Regions from separate parts of the Mus musculus genome. Here region 1 is linked to region 2. A link is a contact called in public Hi-C data. All regions are on one chromosome and are shown on one strand. Each heading gives the region's core, a stretch centred on a gene start, on an enhancer-like site or on the middle of the called end of the contact. The rest is flanking DNA. Distances are from core to core; before and after follow the strand shown. Region 1 holds the start of Zfp639 (zinc finger protein 639). Region 2 holds the start of Exosc9 (exosome component 9).

Region 1 (4,353 bases), core at 1,779-4,278, 4.0 Mb before region 2:
CCTTCTTCTTTACCTGCTTGCATTCACTTTGCCAGCACATCCATTGGAGCCTACTTCTTCAGAATTACAGTTTCTACAAAGGCCAGCTGAAACACCCAGACTCATGAGGCTGAGCCACTACTAGGTTCTAGAACTTCCCATTCATAGCTGGCCATTGTTGGAGTGCAGCCTGCACACACACACACAGTGTGTGTGTGTGTGTATTCATATTCCACAAATTCCGTTATTCTAGAGAACACTAATACAACCTCTGCCTCTTAAGTGCTGGGAGTACAGTAATTTACCACTATGCCTGGCTTGGCAAGGTCTTTGAAAAAGGTGCAAATAACTTAAACGTCACTATTTAACTTTTATATGACCACTCGCAGTAACTGTAAGGTACCATTAACATTTTAATTGCATCAGGAATGTTTATATTCCGAAAAAATATATAACTGGAAAAAACCTGCCACTTAACATAATGATAATCTGATTTTGAGAAAAATCTATGTGCATGCAAGTATAAAAGTCACGGAAAGACAGATCCAAGGAATCAGTTCAGGGCTGTGGGAGTTGGTGGTTTTCTTTCTTCATTCTTGTCTTAGTCAGGGTTTCTATTCCTGCACAAACATCATGACCAAGAAGCAAATTGGGGAGGAAAGGGTTTATTTGGCTTACACTTCCATGTAGCTGTTCATCACCAAAGGAAGTCAGGACTGGAACTCAAGCAGGTCAGGAAGCAGGAGCTGATGCATAGGCCATGGAGGGATGTTCCTTACTGGCTTGCCTCCCCTGGCTTGCTTAGCCTGCTCTCTTAAGAACCAAGACTACCAGCCCAGAGATGGTCCCACCCACAAGGGGCCTTTCCCCCTTGATCACTAATTGAGAAAATGCCTTACAGTTGGATCTCATGGAGGCATTTCCTCAACTGAAGCTCCTTTCTCTGTGATAACTCCAGCTGTGTCAAGTGGACACAAAACTAGCCAGTACAATTCTGTTCTACTATCTATTGTATAACACACATTTCTGTGATCAGGAAAAATTTAAGCTATGACACACCTGTATCAAAAACTTGGGAGGATGGTGGTTAAATATTCCTGTAAAATGTTATCCTAGGGCTTTCAAGATTTTACATAGCTGCACATCTTGCCAGGGAGGGGGAAAGGGGAGCCCTGAAAACAATGATGCATGCTGTCTAAATACCATGACATAGTCTCTCCCCCCTCCCCTTCTAGTGACGCAGGCAAGAGGAGAATTAAGTCAAACTCAAGGGCAAGCCTGAGAAACCCTATAACTGACAGTGATCGCATGGCTCCCCCTTGTGTCCTCTACTAGATTCACAGCGAGAAACCCGTAGCCGCCGGCAGCATCTTTATAAATTCAACAGTCTTCAATCAATCAGGCCCCAATTCCCTATTTTGTACCCGATGCTAAGTATACTAGGAATAAAGAAGGTCTGCGAACCCTCTCTTACTCCTTTTGGGTTACACTGGTGTGCCTGAATATTCATGTCTAAGAGGAGAATGCCTACAGATTATGAGGTCACCAAACTGAATCTCACAAAAAGGCGCTGTCTCTCCAAAGCGCACAGCTGGACTTCCCCAGGCGTGGTGATGGGGTTGGGGGAGGGTGTCAGTGACAACCGGCTGAATACCAGGTGATTGACAGCAAGAACAGGGCGCTGGGCTGGTGAGACACACGAACCGTGGCTGGGACTTTGCAAGTGACTTTGGATATAAGTTACCCCACTCGATTTAGCTATTCACGTACAATTAGTTGAACCTTAAGGGCTTTAGTTACAAAACCGAGAAACACTCACAAATTGTACTGAAACCTCTTTAACTCTCACCCAGATTAGGGGGTTGGGGTGGGGCAGCTCAGTGGATGAGAGCTAGGATTATATTTAAAAATGTTTTAAAATATATATATTTTATTTTTATCTGTATGAGTGTTTTGCCTGAATGTATGTCTGTGCACCACTTGTGTTCCTGGCGCCCATGGAAGCCAGAAGGCTTCAGGCGACCTAGAACTGGATTTACACGTGAGCTCAGACGTGAACCTCATTGTGGGTGTTGGGAATAAAACCTGAATCCCCTAGTGGAAGAGCCAGTTTTCTTAACAGCTGAGCCATCTCTCCAGCCCCTGGACTCCATTCTTAACACTGAAGGAGGAGCGAGAAAGAAAACACACAGCCGCACTCTGGACTGTTGCTTGTAACGCTGAGGGCTCACACCTCAGCACTCACCCTGCCAAGCACAGACAACCACCGAAATCTACTGTCAGCCCGAGGGATAATTCAAAAACAATGTTCACAGTTATTTATGCTCATCTAATTTAATCCTTTGCTTATTGACGGTCAAGGTACGAAAAGGATTTAAATGACAGAATGCAATCCTTTGTGATAACCTCGGTTCACTCCATCAGGTCTTCTTTTTAGGATTTATTTATTTTTGTATTTAGGTGGGGGGATGGGGAGGTGTGTATGCCTGCGGAGGCTTCACATCCCTTGCTGTTGAGTTACAGTAAAGGCGTTTGTGAACTATCATGTGCATGCTTTCTCTAGAAGAGAAATAAAACTCTCTTAACTGGGGGGAGCCATTTTTTCAGCTCTCCCTTCTCTAACTCCACCTCCAATCTCCCAAGACTTCAAGAACCCAGGGTGTGGTCTGAGGACCCATCTCGAGTCACATCGCGTTTTTTCTCGGCCCTGGACTTATCTAGCCCGGATGTTGGGATTTGAGGACAACCACCATGCGTGAAACACTAATGATCCTGAAGACCCTGAGGATCGATCACTGCGGCCTTCCAGGAAACCGATGAGTGGGACAGCGCTGACCTCAGGGGGGAAGGTGGCACGGCCCGGATGTGCCCGTAGGGGACGCTAGACAGCACTGCTAGTCTCTCCTTGTCCTGCTGTTAGGCCCCGCCCTTAGCATGAAGCCACGCCCCCTCCATGCTCAGGCCACGCCCTCATCCTTAGGGTTCCCGCCCCCCGTCCCCCATCTTTACTCTCGCGGCCCGCTGTGGCGCATGCGCGGGGTGACGGGGTGAGTGCTGCTGGGCCTGGCGGGCAGGGAAGGGCAGGGCCGGGGAGGGCGCGGGCGGCTGGGCAGGGCGCGGGCGGTGGCCCGGCAGCCCCCTCCGTCCCATCATCCGGGCGTGTCTCGCCGGAGCTGCGCTGCTACGTGAGGTGAGGGCCGGCCTCCGGGGCCTGCGTGCCAAGCGAGGGCCGCGGGGCGAGCGGGGCCTGCCCGGCCCGGTGCGTGTCGGCCGCTCGGGTGGACTCGGCGGCGGGGGGGCCTATGCCGGCCTGCAGGAGGCTGCTCCCGCGGGAGACGCTGGAGTCCAGCGGGGACCCGGCCCTGAGTCCTCACGGACAGAGGCTCCCAGGAGAGGCCAATCAGACCAGCGCTCTTCGAATTCCTGTAATCTGTGACAGGGACTTGTGTAGCCTAGGCTAGCCGGAAAGGCGTGTGCCACCACGCCGGGCTTCAATTAGAACGGGAAAATTCTCTTTCTGTTTGAAAATGTACGTGCTTATTGCGTGTATGCATGCGCACGTGTGCCATGGCGCAAGTGTAGAGGTCAGAGGACAACTTTCCAAGAGGCTGTTCTTCCCACCTTGCGGGTTCCAGGGAAGACACCCAGGTCGTCTGGCTTAGCTGTAAGCGCCTTCTGAGCCCTGGAAATATTTTTTGTTTGTTTGTTTTAATGGAGGTGAAAAAATAAAGTGTTATAAACGTCTTCAAAACGCAACGACCCAGTCTCAAAAAATTCGGTGCTGGGTGCTGGAGAGAACACCCAGTTGGAGTAGGTTCATGATTGCCTCCAGATCAGACACCATCTCGGACTACACATGCGCGCGAAAACAGCCTTTTAAAAATATGTCTTGGTGCGGGGCAGTGGTGGCGCACACCTTTAAACCCAGCACTTGGGAGGCAGAGGCAGACGGATTTCTGAGTTCAAGGCCAGCCTGATCTACAGAGTGAGTTCCAGGACAGCTGGGCTACACAGAGAAACTCTGTCTCGAAAAAAACAAACAAAAAAAGTGTCTAGGCATTGTGTGAAGACATCCGAGGTTTCATGAGAAACCTTTGAAAAGGTTTGTCTATGGGAAGCACTATTAAGTGTTGTGAAGGTTCCAGGTGCCAAGATGCCTCTGTGTGGGTGATGTGTTTGTTTTGTTTTTAGGACACAAGAGACTTTATGTGTAATCTTGCCTCAGCCTCCTGAGTGCTGGGATGTCAGCTGTGAGCCACTGAGCTCTGCTGTTGATGTGGAAGAGGGCAGTTGGGCCTTTTTAAAATGGGATTTTTTTTTCTGTCTTCAATGTTATCTCAAAAAGTGGAGAGCAAGCCAGTAGTGTTGTATGCC
Region 2 (4,348 bases), core at 1,479-3,978:
ACTTGTCCAGAATCTCAGAAACAGTCAAAGGCAAAGGCTAATTCCAGCTCAAACAATTTAGAGTTCCTGCTTTTAATTACTTTATATTGTAACTCCCCCCAAGTGAGTGTTAATTCTCACAGCATCACCAGAGTTTCTGTGCAATAGACGAGGGGGGCTGCTTCTTCCTGGGGCACAGACAGATGCTGAATGCTCTTAGGCACTTTGGAACTCTGAAAGGCACTATTAGGGTTATTAGTGTTCTTATAGTAAGTGTTCCTTCTAATTAAAAAAAAAAAGTTATTAAAGACAGTGGGGTTGGGCAACATGACTCCTTATTCAGCAGCTGTTGGTTTCTTCCTGCTGCCTGAGTAAAAGAACTATCAGTCAGCTGTATTTCTACCCAGCCCAGCCTTCTTGACCACCCACTGACACTGAGAACACAACATACTGACTATAGCTGGTTGTCAGTCTTCTGGACTCAGCCATAGCTTTTAGGAACAGTTTGGGTCAGATTTTTTGGTATCGCGAGCCTTAGTAAACTCCATGTTAGGACATCTTAAACTTTCCCCATTCTTGCCTTCTTTTCACCTGAGAAACTTTTCTGTACCCCTAAGTATGCAAGTATGTAAAGTAGGCATGCAAATAAAACATACAACAAACTTTGAGGAAACTTATTTATTTAGGTTCTTTTGAGAGAGGGTTTCACTGTGTAGCCCTGGCTGTCCTGAAACTCAGTGTGTAGACCTTTGTGGCCTCAAACTCAGAGATCTGCCTGCCTCTGCCTCCCAAGTGCTGAGATTAGAGAGTGCCACCACCACCTGACTATTGTTCTTATCTTTTTTTAATTTTTAAATTTTTTTTTTATTTTTCGAGACAGGGTTTTTCTGTATAGCCCTGGCTGTCCTGGAACTCACTCTGTAGACCAGGCTGGCCTCAAACTCAGAAATCTGCCTGCCTCTGCCTCCCAAGTGCTGGGATTAAAGGTGTGTGCCACCATGCCCAGCTTGTTCTCATCTTTTAACAAAAACAAGAAAATCAGCAAACAAATAAACTAATTTTCAATGATAAGGATAAAAGGAGATTTGCATACTACTAAGATGGAGGTACTTGTGTATGAGTGCATGTCTCTGTGTTTATGCATGTGTGCACCGTATCCTCAGAGGCCAGAAGAGTGATTAGGATCCCACGATGCTGTAGTTATAGTTGTGCATCACCCCATGTGACTGCTGTGTTTGGTAACTCAGATCCTCTGGAAGACCAACAGTTCTTAACTCTAAGGCACGTCTCCAGCCCATAAACCAAACATTTTAACACAGTAGAATTCAAAGGTATACTGATTTAGTACACGCTGAAGAATAATGGTAGAAAAACATTAACTTCTTTGTTTTCCATAATTAAACCATTATATTTACGAGAGGAAAAAAAATCCAGAAAAATAGAAGATGTATGCTCAGGATCACCTAGTGAGATGCTTGGAAGGCACTACCCTGTGCTGTCTTCTCTGGATTTGAAGCATCTGATTCAAGGAAACTTTTCTCTTTCTGTTCTGTGAACTGAGGGGGCAACGGGAAAAGCAGCTGGGGCAGCTGAGAGCGGTGATGCATACGCAGCTGTGCAGTCTGGCGGCCACGCTGAGACAATGGCAAGGCCGGGCAGCTGGACAGCCGAGGAAGCAGCAGCTGAATAGTTCAAAAGCAGCCGGGACTGGAAGAAAGGCAGCACAGAAAAGGGACAGCTGGAGAGAACAGAGAGCAAGACCAGAAACTACAGTCCTGACAACTGGAACGTTTCAGAGTTGTTAAATCTTTGGGGCCAAGGTCTCAGACCCTGGGCCAAGAGCTGTAGCATTCATTGTTGCTGCAAATCCCAAAAACTAGGTCAACCTGGAAGCTGCTAGCTAGCCATAGCCAAGAGCTGGGGGAAATCCCTATTTCCTAAACCCATGCAAGAGCTGTTACAACTTTGCAGGGTCAGGTGGATCTCTGTTAGTTCCAGTGATACACAGTGAGACTCTGTAATTAAAATAAAAAAACAATAATAAAAAAGGAGAAACAGAAGATTTGGGCACTAAAGGATCACCTACTGCTGCCTCACTCGTTGCGCAAGCTGTCAAATACCAGCTCTTGATGTGGGTGAATCAGGACACCGGCCAGCAGATGGAGGACACATGTCTGTCTGTAAAAATAAGCCTGTCGGTTTAAAATGAGATATAAGCAGTAAACGAGGTTCCAGTCAGTGACGTTACACTTCACTTGTTTTCCCGTCCTCAGGTCCCATGTGAACCACCTTTAGTCGGCTACATCCTCCCCATCCGCCCCAAGCCCTTACAAGGATTCTCCACCGATTCGCACCACCCTTCCATCTTTCTCTGACAAAAGTCAGCATCCTCAGTAGACTGTCTCTGTGGTGAAGTGCCAGGGAATCCCAATACTTAGGTCAGCCTGGAAGATGGTAGACATCCAGACCCAAGAGCTGGGGAAATCTTTGTTTCCTACCCCCAAAGCAAGAACTGTTACGACTTGTAGGGATAAGTAAGTCTCTGTTGAGTTCAGTCAGAGACAGAGTGAGATTCTGTCTCAATAAAAAACTAGGAACAGGACTGCACTGCAGATGCTAATCTCCACTGCGATGCCGGGCAGGACCAACCCGGGAAATCTTCGTTGATTTGCTACACTGCCTGTACCGGCCCCAGCGGCCCCCGATCTCTAGCCACGCCCACACCACGCCCCCGAGCCTGCGCCTGGATGACGTCGGTTTTCCGCGCCGGGAAGAAGCCGGTGTGCGGACTTGTCTCGGTGCCGTTCATCCTTTGCGTGGCCCGCCACTATGAAGGAGACGCCGCTTTCCAACTGTGAGCGCCGCTTCCTGCTCCGCGCAATTGAGGAGAAGAAGGTGCGAGGCCTGCGGTGTGAACACCGTGGCTTTGGGTGTAGACTCGGGTTGTCCGTGGATACATTGTCAGTTCGGCCTGTTGTGTGGTCGTGGTGTGGACTCGGGGGCTGCCCAGTGTGGACTCTCCCCATTCCCCAAGCCTCAGGGCAGTATTTGACCCTGACCAGTTCCTTTGAACCTTAAGCCAGCAGTATTCAGTGGCAGGGACGTTGGGAACCAGGACCACACAGACACAGTTGCCACTCATAAATATGTTAAAGCAGTAAATGGTGTTTGCTTACAGCGCCTGGACGGCAGACAGACCTATGATTACAGGAACATCAGGATCTCATTCGGAACGGATTATGGATGCTGTATTGTGGAACTGGGAAAAACAAGGTAACAGGATTCAAGTTAGATAATGCAACAGGAGGTGTGAAAATCACAACATACTGACTCGGTTGTTTACTGAGCAGCTCCGAATTCCAAACGTGCTATTCTTATTCTTATTCTTATTATTATCATTATTCTGATGAGAAATATGTTTCTTTAATGCCAGCCTTTTTTAGTTTTGTGCGCAGTTTAACTTTCAACCATTAGTGCTTTCTGTTATATGAGTATCATAGTTCCGTATGACCATTATAAATCATGTAGACAGCTAACATTGATCACACAGGTTATCTGCATGTCTCATTTTCTAGTGTGAGGAGTGTATCGATCATGTCATCAGTAAGCCTCAGTTTCCCTTTTATTCTCAAATGATGTAAGAAATAAGAGATTTCCTTTCTGTCATCCTTTTGTGTATACCAATATTTTTTATTTCTGCGTGAAATCTACTTACCCTTAAAAAAAAAAACCTTTATTATTGTGTATGTGCATTATTGTGTGTGTGTAGGCAGGTTGCTGGGTCCAGTTTACCACATTCTATATGTAATTTCTGCCTCTTATGTCACATTGTGTTGTTTAGGTTTTTGTTGTTGTTGTTGTTATTTTAGATTTCGTCACCCTTTTTTTTTTTTTTTTAATTGAAAAGAAAGTACGTTTAGTTGACTGCTTTGCACCTTTATTTTTGCAGAGTCCTTGGACAGGTTTCCTGTGAACTTGTTTCTCCGAAACTCAATAGGGCAACGGAAGGTATCCTCTTTTTTAACCTTGAGCTTTCTCAGATGGCTGCTCCAGCTTTTGAGCCTGGCAGGTATCTCACTCTTTGTTAAGTTACTTTAGCCATGGAAGAACTTACCCTCAGTGAGATATTGTTTTCCTGCTCACAGTCGAAGTTTATCACATTAGTTCGTTCTTCTTTCCATAGGCAGTCAGATCTCTTGGTGAAGCTGAATCGACTCTTAGAAAGGTGTCTACGAAATTCAAAGTGTATAGACACTGAATCTCTCTGTGTTGTCGCTGGTGAAAAGGTGAGAAATATGTTCAAAATATCTTAACAATGAATACTGTTGATTCAGACACAATTAAAACAGACGTAGGAACCTGGAGACCT

What was found. A called contact is a pair of places that touch in the nucleus more often than the background predicts.
Region 1: a contact with region 2 is called in a Hi-C map of B cells, with 5 read pairs. The contact joins the promoter of Zfp639 here to the promoter of Exosc9 in region 2. A contact is called at or near these places in 2 of 39 promoter capture datasets (the HPC-7 cell line and second pharyngeal arch cranial neural crest) and 1 of 484 Hi-C or Micro-C datasets (B cells).

What each region holds. Positions count from the first base shown.
Region 1 is chr3:32,507,564-32,511,916 of GRCm38.p6, forward strand. Zfp639 (zinc finger protein 639) reads left to right here and starts at 3,029. Exons shown (of 7, transcript NM_144519.4): 1 at 3,029-3,169.
Region 2 is chr3:36,549,878-36,554,225 of GRCm38.p6, forward strand. It overlaps Exosc9 (exosome component 9), which reads left to right and starts at 2,729. Exons shown (of 12, transcript NM_019393.2): 1 at 2,729-2,874; 2 at 3,158-3,252; 3 at 3,929-4,048; 4 at 4,163-4,265. The coding sequence starts at 2,809.